Regions from separate parts of the Sus scrofa genome. Here regions 2 and 3 are each linked to region 1. Evidence: chromatin contacts called from public Hi-C data. All regions are on one chromosome and are shown on one strand. The core of a region is the stretch at or near the end of the contact, and the rest is flanking DNA. Distances in the headings are between cores, read along the strand shown. Region 1 has its middle 160 kb from the start of CDH11. Region 2 holds the start of LOC106507571. Region 3 holds the start of CDH11 (cadherin 11).

Evidence for each region. A called contact is a pair of places that touch in the nucleus more often than the background predicts.
Region 2: a Hi-C map of embryonic fibroblasts shows a contact between it and region 1, with 2.8 times the contacts expected there. The contact joins the promoter of LOC106507571 here to the enhancer-like site in region 1. A contact is called at or near these places in 7 of 47 Hi-C or Micro-C datasets (embryonic fibroblasts, liver, retroperitoneal adipose tissue and 2 more).
Region 3: a contact with region 1 is called in a Hi-C map of fetal heart ventricle, with 1.8 times the contacts expected there. The contact joins the promoter of CDH11 here to the enhancer-like site in region 1. A contact is called at or near these places in 6 of 47 Hi-C or Micro-C datasets (embryonic fibroblasts, fetal heart ventricle, psoas muscle and 1 more) and 1 of 2 datasets of contacts at active chromatin or transcription factors (skeletal muscle).

Annotation. Positions count from the first base shown.
Region 1 is chr6:25,709,830-25,713,461 of Sscrofa11.1, forward strand. No RefSeq gene overlaps it. Among named protein-coding and RNA genes, the nearest start is that of CDH11, 160 kb to the right of the region's middle. Within about 2 kb of position 2,067, at least 12 of the 83 cell types and tissues checked have an H3K27ac peak or open chromatin away from gene starts, as enhancers often do. A contact at or near this core is called in embryonic fibroblasts, retroperitoneal adipose tissue and skeletal muscle, where this site is marked.
Region 2 is chr6:25,932,914-25,936,545 of Sscrofa11.1, forward strand. It overlaps LOC106507571, which reads left to right and starts at 1,929. Exons shown (of 8, transcript XM_021097535.1): 1 at 1,929-1,952; 2 at 2,137-2,371. The coding sequence starts at 1,929. It also overlaps a transcript of CDH11 not described here.
Region 3 is chr6:25,870,987-25,874,618 of Sscrofa11.1, forward strand. CDH11 (cadherin 11) reads right to left here and starts at 2,009. Exons shown (of 12, transcript NM_001244482.1): 1 at 1,882-2,009.

The DNA.
Region 1 (3,632 bases), core at 817-3,316:
TATTTAGAATGATTTTAGTTTACAAAAAATTAACAGAAATAGTACAGACTGTTCATGTTGTATCCTTTACCCAGTTTCTCTTAGTGTTAATTATGTGAGCAACCATTTATCAAAGCTAAGAAATTAGCACTGATAAATACTATTAATCAAGCTTTATTAGGATTTTACCAGTTTTTCTACTGAAGTCTTTTGTTTCTGTTCCAGAATCCAATTACCGCAGAATCCAAATACTCCATTACATTTAGTCTGTCTTTTGGTTTGTCTGATTCTTCATTGATCTGACTAGGTTGTTATTATGTTAATTTGAAATGTGGCTGATGAAGGCCTCAGAGTAGCAGTTTCAAACTTCTCTTGCTGTGATCTACCACTGCTCGCCTTATTAGTATCATCTTCAGTCAATATTCTCTTTTCAGGAATTTTAAAAATCCACCTCTCTTTGAGTGGGTTAATTTAATCAAACCATATAACTAATCTATAGATTTCCTTAGCTGAGCCACCCCAAACTGTAGGATTTCACAAAACAATGGCATTAGAATAATTGCCAATCTTGTAAATTATGGAATTCTCACCCTTTTACAGGATTCATCAAATATTGTTCAGGATTAGGAACCCTCTGAAAGATGGAGAGTGATGGCAGCACCTTCAATCAATGTGTAAGTATCAGAAAAAGATGTTTTTCTGACGTTTAGATAAGTGGATATAAATTCTTTCTAGATACAGATGTACCTCAGAGATACTGCAGGTTCAGTTCCAGACTGCCACAACAAAGCAAATATTATGATAAAACAAGTCACTCACGAATTTTTTTTGTTTCCCGGTCCATATAAAAATTATGGTTACGCCAAACTTATATTTACACTATACTGTAGCGTAACTGTGGAACAGCATTATGTCTAAAATATGCTAACCATCATCTAAGCCTTCAGCAATTTGTATTAGGAACATCAAACATCTCAGATCACTGTGACAAATACAATAATAATGAAAAAGTTTGAAATATTTGGAGAACCACCAGAATATGACACAGACATGAAGTGAGCAAATATTGTTGGAAAAATGATGCTGATAGACTTGCTCAGTGCAAGCTTGCCACTTTGTAAAAGACACAGCATCTGCAAAGCGCAATAAATGAGGTCTGTCTGTATATGGATATAAAAACAGATTCCAGTATTTTCTTCCTATATCTTCACAAATTTGCTTGACCCAATGGAGAGATTCTGCCCCCATAGGAGGCTTCCCAACTTCTGTAGGCTTTATTTCCTGGGAGGAAGTAAAGTACCACCCATAGCCTTCCTTTCTAGTCCTCACCACTCAGGAATGCTCCTTATTAAACCAGACTCAGAAACTCAATGTGTCTGCTCTGAGTCACTGAAAGTGTTCCTGAAATATGACATCTGCAGCGTTAGGGAGAGCAGAACTTTGTTGTGTGGCATTTAAACTTTCAGCAGGATCACAGAACGTCTGTTATTTCAAGTTGGACTCGATTATTTCTTTTTTAACTGCCAGACTTTTAGACCATACAATACCAGCTTTCTTCAAATGTAACTCTTAAGTTCCTTTTATGGTAAAGTTTAATACTGCGAACATATGGAGGGCCTGAACGTCTGCCAAATGTTTTAAAAGACAAGGTTATAAATACCCCGGCAGCGAGCTTTGTTCCTTAATGTATGGCTCTGTTACTCGGAGTCAACGTGGAAGATAAATCAGAACATAGAGCTGGCTTGGGCATTAACTTGATATTTCTGGCAAGTATTCATAGTTTCTCATTTGAGAGAGAAAAAGAAAAGTGGTTGTTCTGAGGTAACATTAACAGAATGCAAAAAAAAAAAATTATAAAAAAGTAGAACGCGGAATAACAGCTTAAATAAAACATCTAAAATGTGAATACACAGTCCAATTTTCTCACCAAAAAATTGAAGCGTAAGGAGTCATCATAAAGCCCATGGGATTGGAAATGATACTCTTTGCCCTGTTCCCCTCGGTTTGGATACCACTCAGTGTAATTTGTAATCGATCTCCCCATCCCACCGCAAGCTCAGCTCTTCACTAATCCCCAGGGCCCTGTTCTCAAGTGTCCCTCTGCCCAGACTTGGGCTGGTTCCCGCCTGACTCAGCTCAGGACCCACTATGGTCATTTCTCTGATTCTGCTGATTTTCCCTAGAAACAGGACTTTGCTGACCTGCCCTTGCTCTCCCGAGACCAGACACAGTTGGTCCCCTTTGTGGCTGGGCTGACAGTCAAAAGGGCCCTTACCCATTCCACGACATAGGATGCACTGTGTCAAGGCTGGGCCTAACATGTATTTGAGACGAGGCCTCTTGGGTGAATAAACCTCAGCATGGGATAAGGAAGGCTCTTTGCATGAACTTTTCAGGTCACTGGGATAATGTTTAATGATTCATGTCCTCCTCACAGTAAGTGCACTTAGTACCCTGAATGGCTTAATGTAGCTTCCAATGAGCCCTGGAACAGCCTGAACTGAACTCATTTATGTGTCAGGATGTGATTAAGGGCAGAAAGCTGCAAAAGGTATCAAGGGAACTTCACTAAGGTTCTTTTTCTCTGCTTCCTGGAGGAGATTTTTTGTTCTTTGGCACATACTGTCTAAGCCTAAACTGCATCTCTAAAATGGGAATAATAACAAACCTGGCTTGCTTACGAATATGGAAATAAGACTCATATGACATGAGGCATGAGACAGCTCAGAAGAGCCTGAAAAGTGCTCTTGCTATGTGTATAAATGAGCCAGGGTTTGCTGCTGTAACAAAGAACCTTCAACTCGGAATGAATTACAAACAGAATTTGATTTTTCACACATGATACATGTTGTCTGTGGGTTTCTTGCCACTCTGCTCCAAGGGTCTGCTTCACTCCAGGATGCAGGGTAACCCCCTACCTAGGAATTGTTTTCTAGTAGTGGAGGAGGAAAGCAAGAGTACAACCCCATGGTGGTTCTTAAACCTTCTGCTCCAATGTAGCATGTGTCAAATCTGCTCATATTTCATTAGCCAAAGCAAGTCGTGTTAACAGACCCGACCTCATGTTGGTGAAAGATTATACATATCTCATAGGAAAACAACAACAACCAAAAACTGTCAAAATTCTCCCCTCTGCCTTACCTGTAGCCCTTGAACAGTTATGATGAAGTAGCGTAGAAAAAAGGGACTCATCTGAAATTCAATAGACATGGAAAGAATAGAAGATGAGAGGTTTTATGGATAAAATTAGAGCAAAAAAAAGAAAAGGAAAAGGTAATAAGGAATGAAAAGAGAAAAAGAAAGAGAATAAAATATCATATACAACACTTCTGTCCCAGAATGTGTGAAGGAGATGTTGCATTTCATAGCACAAGATTAGAGCAGCCTTCTTAGTAAAAACCAGAGCTCACACTGTGAATGATCTGTCAGTGATTGTGACAACTTTCATTAGACTCCGGGTCTCCCTGATCCTTGGTTACTTGGCTATAAAATGAGAAGAATGCAGGCAAGGGCATCTCATAAGTTTCAGTGAGAAAAACAGATATGAAAGTATACATCTTAGAACTATCAGGCAGAAATAGATATTAAAGCAACATTTTGGAAGAGGTTATTTGGTTTTGCGTACTCCAACAATAATCTGGATAGAAGGACCT
Region 2 (3,632 bases), core at 679-3,178, 220 kb after region 1:
TTTTCCGGGGCTTCCCTAGCTTGTCTCGACAGAGGGACGGAGTCCCGCGGAGCGCTTGGAGGAGATCGGGGAGGAAAGGGTAGGGACCCTGCAGAGCACGGTCATGTCGCCGCTTTCGGAGAGAGGCGCAGCGCGGGCGGGCGGGCGGACACCGCGCCGGGGGCGACTTTCCCCAGAGATCTGACCGGGGGCAGTCGGCGTGTCCGGAGCGCAGCTCTGCAGCCCCTAGTTATAGCCGGGTGCAAAGCCCCTCTCCCCCGGCCTCGGAGCAGACCCCAGAGGAAGCTGGAGCCGGGGTAGAGGTTGGAGCGCACATCTGGCGCCTCTGCCCCCTGCGCCGCCCGCGCCCACAGCTGGCTCTCTTCTTCCTTTTTGATTTTTAAACAAATCTCTTACCTCCGCCCTTCTCTCCGATTCTGTTTTGCATTAGTGAAACCTTCTCAAGTCAGACCTCCCCCCCCAGACATTCTTATCCAGAGACAACCCCCCCCCCCACCGCCCCCGAAGCCCTATCGAGGCGAGAGAAGGCACTGGCGGCGCGCCTCACCTGGGGCCCTGGAGGTTGGGCGCGAGCTGCGGGCCGTCGGTCCCTGGCGCAGGGCGAGCGCAGTGGTGTCAGCCCCGGCCCCAGTCCGGGTCCCATTCACAAGTCGGCGGCGGCTGCGAGCTGCCCCCGCGGCATCTGCTCGCGACGCTCCCCTCGGCTGGCGGCGGCCGCGGAATGAGCCGCCGAGCGCGCTAGTGGCAGGAATGAGAAACCGGGGGGAGGTGGCGGGCGGTGGGGGGGGGCTGGGGGAGGAGGAGGGAGGCCGCCGCTGGGAGGGAATGAAAGGGCGGGGGGCGGAGAGGAGCCGAGGCCGCGAGACGCGGCTAGCTGGGCCTCGCGGAGTCTGCGGGGGCTGGCCCGTCCGCGCCCCTCCCTCCAGGGACCCCTGGGATGCAAACCCCGGGATTCGTGGCCACCTCCTCCCGCCCTGGGTCGCCGAACTCTGGCTCCCCTGGGTTTCAGACGGAGTCTAGAGCGACTGAAGTTGGGCTCAAGAGACGCACAACCAATCAAGGAGGGCGGCAGAGGGAAGCTGGGGAGGGCTCGGGAGCCCCTTTTTCCTCCTTCGCCCAAATCCGCTCCAGCTGGTCAGGCTGGGCCCTTGCCCAGGAGGCCTGGGTGGTGGGTAGGGGGGAAGCATCGCTCAAGTGGGGGAGGCAAATGGGAATTGCTCTTCCTCACCCCACCTTCCAGAGATCTCTCCACGTCGTCAGCTTCTGCCCTGCCCCCTCTACCCATCCCTAGCAAACTCAGCTTGGGGTGCGGGTGGGGAAACCTGAGGGAGGGAGACTTCGGACTTCGGAAGAGCCACGTCTCCATTCTCTCCCAGCTTTCCCTCCCCCTCCATCCCCAATGCCACTTGTAAGGAAGGGGGTGCCTGGAGTGCTTAGCCAGGGTCAGCCTGGCGCCCGCCACCCCACCCTTGACTCCAGCTTCAAGCAGGTACAGCACCCCCCCGCCGCCGCCCCTCCGGCCGCACGTATCGACACTTGTTGCCTCCCGCCCCTTCGCTTCACTGGCTGCCCGACCCGCTCCGTGGAGAGTGCGGTTCTGCGGGAGACTGGGCCTGGTGGGGGGGGGGCAGTGCCCAAATCCTCCCTGGGTCTTCCCCTGCATCCCAGGAGGAAGACCCGACGGAGAAAGGGGTCCCGGGCCTGCTTCCTGCCCACGCGGAGTAGATGGGAGAAAAGGCTGGCGGGGACAGGGCTTCAGAATCACGCCAGGGACTGGGCGGGGCGCTCGTGCTTCGGGGAGCGGAGTTGGAACCCGCAAACACCGCCGTCCCTAGGGTAGAGGGGAGCAACTGTGGCCTGGTGGGAACCCCTAGCTGGAACAAGTTTTTCGGGTGGGAGATGGCGAAAAAAGCAGAAGTGGAGGCACGATGAACAAGCAAATGCATAACGGGGTAAAGAAATGCCAGGACGGACGGAGACGAGGACGGAAAAGGAGTGACGGCCCGGGCAGAAAGGGAAGAGGATGCGGAGGGAGAGGGGAGCGAGAGGGGAGAAGAGGGACGGAGGAGTTAACGTTAAAAGAACGAAGAAGGAAGAAAAAGCCTCAGCGGGCAAATGGGAAAGGAAACCGGGTAGTGGGGGGAGAGTGCTGGTAGCCAAAGCCTGCCCTTGGTCTCCAAGCCGCTGGCGCATGGGTCCGCGAGACACAGAGCCCTCGGGTTCTCACGCAGCGCCAGGCTGCGCGCAGGGGCGGCGGGCGGGGCGGGGCCATCCAGGCACCACGCCCCCACCCCCGCGAGCCCTCGTGATTCCAGACGCTCCGGGATCCCTGAGTCGGAGGTTGCTGCTACCTCCGCGTCTTTAGCACCCGGTGAGGCCGTGGTTTTTAAACTGCTGAATGTGGGGGCGCTGAGTTTCCTGTTGTTGGTTCCCTTGTGCCTCTGTGCGCCCGCCCCTCCTCCATCCCCTTACCTCCCAAAGGTCAGAAGGAGACAAGCCTCTGGGCCTTAGGTACTCCCACCCTGGCCGCAAACTTGTGGGTGCTTTGATAGGCACTCCCTAGGCCCACGAGGCTAAGCGCTTTCCCAGAGAGCCGGATGAGTGGGACACGGTGCCTGCCTCTTCTCAGGTTGGTCCCTGACCCTGGGGGAGACCCTTCCACACACTGTTTGCTTCCTCTCAACCTCTCTGCTCCTGTATATATTTATCTGCCACTTCTGTCTGCTGTAAGCCCTAAAACTTTGAATATGTCCTAGGCCATTGCCAAGGTCCCCCACACTCTCAAGGAGCAGAGCATGGTGATGGGGTGCTTTGACTTCCATGATTCCGCTTATAAATGAAGATACACAGGAGAGAGAGGACGAGGGTCCCACTCTCCCTCAGAGACACTTGGATTTTGCTCCCGTTTGTCTAGTAATGGCTGTCTGAATTTTCTCATGCTTTCCACCTAAGTGAAAGTGTAAACAGGAAGGGAAGGTGAAGGGCCCTTCAGTCTAATTGCACCTATACGGAGATACCTGGGATTCATTGATGATTAAGGGGTTGATTGATGAGTGAGAAGTTTCATTAACTCCATTTTGGAGGAACGTCCAAGAATGAGCCTGGTCACATGTAACCTGACATTATTTGTAATGTGTCCTTTGTTTTGGTTCAGTGACAGCAGTTGTTTGGTGATGGTGGTGGCAGTGGTGGTGGTTTTGTTTTTTCTTTAAGACTGTCTTTTTCATGAATGATAGAATCAGCAAATTTTTTAAATGTTAAAAATTGCTTGGTAGATTGCCACTGACGTTGCTCACCTTGAGTCAGATTGAGCCCAGTGTATTGCAGCAGTCAATAATCCTTTGTGTAACCCAACAGTTTTATGCCTGGGAGTGTATCCAAGACAACTGGCAGCTTATGCACAAACTTATGCATAAACACATGCACCTGACTCTCCATAGCTGCATTAGTCATTATGGCCAAAAACTGGAAACAATTCAATGTCTTTCAGTTGGTGAGTGGATAAACAAAACATGGTATATCCATATAACGGAATACTATTCAGCTTTAAAAATGAAAGAAATGCTGATGCGTTACAACATGAATGAACCTTAAAAACATGCTAAAAGCCAGATGCAAAAACTACATATTTT
Region 3 (3,632 bases), core at 759-3,258, 160 kb after region 1:
TGTAACTTTTCTCTCTGTGGTAACATTCGCTCCCACTCCTCACCTTCTATTCACCATACTTAAAGTCCATATTTCTATGTTAAATAAATATTTATTGAGAACCTACTTTGGGCCAGATACACTGCTTGTGATTGGGAGCCTGGTTGTCCCCAAAATAAGGCCGATCCTTAAGAATCTCCAGGTCTACCTGGGAAGACAGACAACTAAAGAGATAATTACAACCTAATCTGGGAATCCCAGTAAAGGGTGTCATCTCTGACTACTGAAGTCTAGGAGACCCATAGCTCGGTGTTGAGGGATCAGAACTCCTTAGGGATAGTGAGGCCCAAGCTAAGGTATAAAATGTGTGAGAGTTAGCTTGGGAGGGGAGGGTGATTGCAGGCTTTAGGGAAATAATGGTTGTGCTTTTTGATGGATTCTCAGGTAGACATGTATAGGGAGGGCTGGGTGTACAGAGAGAGAAGCTGAGAGTGAGTCTGGACAGCAGAACAATGGCCCCATCGATGAAGGGTCCTGGAAACTTGTTAGGGAGTTCAGATCTCTAACACTGAAAGGGATTAAGTAGGGAAGCGGTACAGCATCTTGATTTAGGGATGTTGTATGAAAGGTGGATCATGCTGGAGTTGATTAGGGGAAAAGTACTCCTGGAGCAAAAAGATCTGTTAGGTGGAAACTACAGCAAAATCTTGGTATGCATATGGATAGTGGCAGTGGAGATAGAGAGTGTTTCTGACCTGAGTGAATTATGATGCTGTTGCTGAAATGTGGCACATAGGACAAGGTAAATGTTCAGAGGAGGAAATAATGACTTGCATTAGGCCCTGCATTTAAAGCACCTGATGGACATTCATGTGGAGGCAAGCCACCGACACATGGAAGGATGGGCCTAGGACCCTAAAGTATGCAAAGTCCTGCTGGCGGAAATAATTCTTAAATTTCTATCTGAATGTTTGGACATCCTGTGAACATAGCTCTAGTTACCACTGAGCACCTGAAAGAGGTAAATACATTCATAGACTCCTAAAACTTAAGAACTGTTTGATCCTCTAGGGCCAACAACCACTTTGGCCTAGAAAAGAGCTCATTAACCTAAGGGCACAAAATAATGATTGGCAGAGTTGGGTCTTGGAGTTGAAGTCATCCTCTAGCTTATGATCTAGTGCTTCCTTTTTTTTTTAATACCTGTAACCATGGCTTATGGACATTCCCATGCTAGAGGTTGAATCAGAGCTGCAGCTGCTGGCCTACACCACAGCCACAGCAATGTTGGATCTGAGCTGTGTCCATGAGCTACACCACAGCTCATGGCAACACTGGATTCTTAACCCACTGAGAAAGGCCAGGGATCAAACCTGCATCCTTATCCTTAGCTTAACCCGCTGAGTCACAATGGGAACTCCATAGTGCTCTGTCTTTTGAGATCTAAAATGTTCAGTCTCCTAGCCATCTCTTTTTCCTTGTGGGATGCAAGCTACCTTTTACATATTTAGAGATTTATTTTTGGAAGAAGCAAAAGGGGATAAGAACATGGCAATTGTCTTAGTCAATCTGTCCAGCTGAGTTCTTGCTAAGGAATTACAATCTTCTTCAGTTCCTTCTTTCTCCTCTGAACTTTTTATAGTCAAAACAACAACAACAACTACAATCATCATTCTTATAAGACACATGATAGGTGCTCCATGAAAAGAGCCCAAGAACAGCAGTGAATAATCACATTCCACAAAGCCCGAAACAGGAGGCCTACTTTCCTCTCAAATTCTGCTCTGGATTTGGTGAAGGTTCAAACCAAGACAGGTTTGTGCTCTGGACCCGGAAGCCATCATTCCCTTCTGCACAAACAGAGTAACATCTGAAACACTCAGTAACACTGGTCCCCCTTACCTTCTTCACCCATTGGATACTTGCTGCCAATTTCTATAACACAAAACTCCACCCATCTGATTGGTCAGTCAACAAATGGCAACAGGAATGATCGTCCCAGGGCCACTGAGTCGAATATACAGTGATTTCTGCAAAAAGGTAAAGGATCATTAGTAACCCAGAGGTGACATGAATCAATAAAGTGATGCACTACTAGACACTGGGGGTCCACAGGTGCATAGGTCAGGCTTTTCTTCTAGATAATAACAGTCCAGGTGTAAAAGAGAGACATAAACAAATTATCACAGTTGTGTGCAAAGTTTGAAAAACATGTCATGGATTTAGAGGTACCACAGGATGGTGTGATTAACCATTGTGCATTTGGTACTTTGATAACAAAAATAAAAGCAGTCGTATATATATAATGTCTTATAAAACACTACATAAAAGCTTCCATTGTGGCACAGTGGAAGGGAATCCAACTAGGATCCATGAGGATGCAGGTTTGATCCCTGGCCTCGTTCAGTGGGTCGAGGATCCGGCATTGGCTTGCGCTGTGGTGTAGGTCGCAGACACAGCTTCAATCACGAGTTGCTATGGCTGTGGTTCAGGCCGGCAGCTGCAGCTCCAAGTTGACCCTTAGCCTAGGAACCTCCATATGCTGTGGGTGTGGCCCTAAAAAGACAAAAAAATAAACCAAACAACAGAAGAACCCTAAACACTATGTGCTTTGTACGCATTTGCTCTAACACTAACAACAAACCTGTAGGGGAGACATGAAGTCTTAGAGCCAGCTGCTGGTAGAATTCACATTTTACTGGAGTCCAAAGCAAGTTCCTTCCCTCCTAAAGGAAGAAGCACTGTTCTGGGGCTGTCAAATCCTGGAGGAATGACAGACTCAAGGGCAAAGAGTGACAGTGGTGGCAGTAGTGATAGGAGATGTCATCTTCATGCCGGCAAAGCAGAGCATTGGGCTGACAGAGCTGCAATTCTTTATCAAGACTACATTCCTCTCTGCCCCCCTCCCGCGCGGCACCACAGTCTAGAGTTCTGTGTGGGGGCTGTGTTCTGCCTGGATTCTGGTCTGATTCATCTTCATATCTCCCAAAGTGTCTAACACTTTTCCTAGCCCAGAGCAGCTGTTCAATGTATATTTGCTGAATGAATGAAGAGAGAAACATGGAGTGTCTGAACAGCTGTCGTCTTTAAAAACCGAGGCACCGAACCAAGGAAGGTGCCGCTGGCACGGCTTCCCTAACACAACAGCATAAAGGAGTTCTTGAATGTCTTTCTCTCTAGAGCTCCTACCTTCTAGGATCAACTCGGGCTGAATTAAGGGCTTAAACAGCTTCCAACTTTGACTTTATTACCCTTCAGTTTTTCCCCCAAATCCGCTTCTCCTTGCCTCATCTTGCTTCCACCCAACAGCTCCTCACACACAATGACTTCTCCAACAACAAGGAAAACAGCAACATGCGAAAACCCTGTCTGGTGAAGGGCTGAAGGTGAACTGTAAATCTACTCAAATCTGTCCATGGCACCTTGGTTTGGTGACTGTAGCAAGAACAAGAAAACTGTCCCACTATGTGCTATTTCCAGGATATCAAGGAGAGTAGCGCTACAGTTATACCCAGATTCACATGGAGTCATGAAGAAAAAGCCACAGGGGGCAGCTATTATGGTGCATAAGGAAGGACCCAACTTGCAACCACATTACATGCTGTAGTAGCCAGTCTCCAGAAGTGGCTACTCCCATGAATCTCATGCCCAGG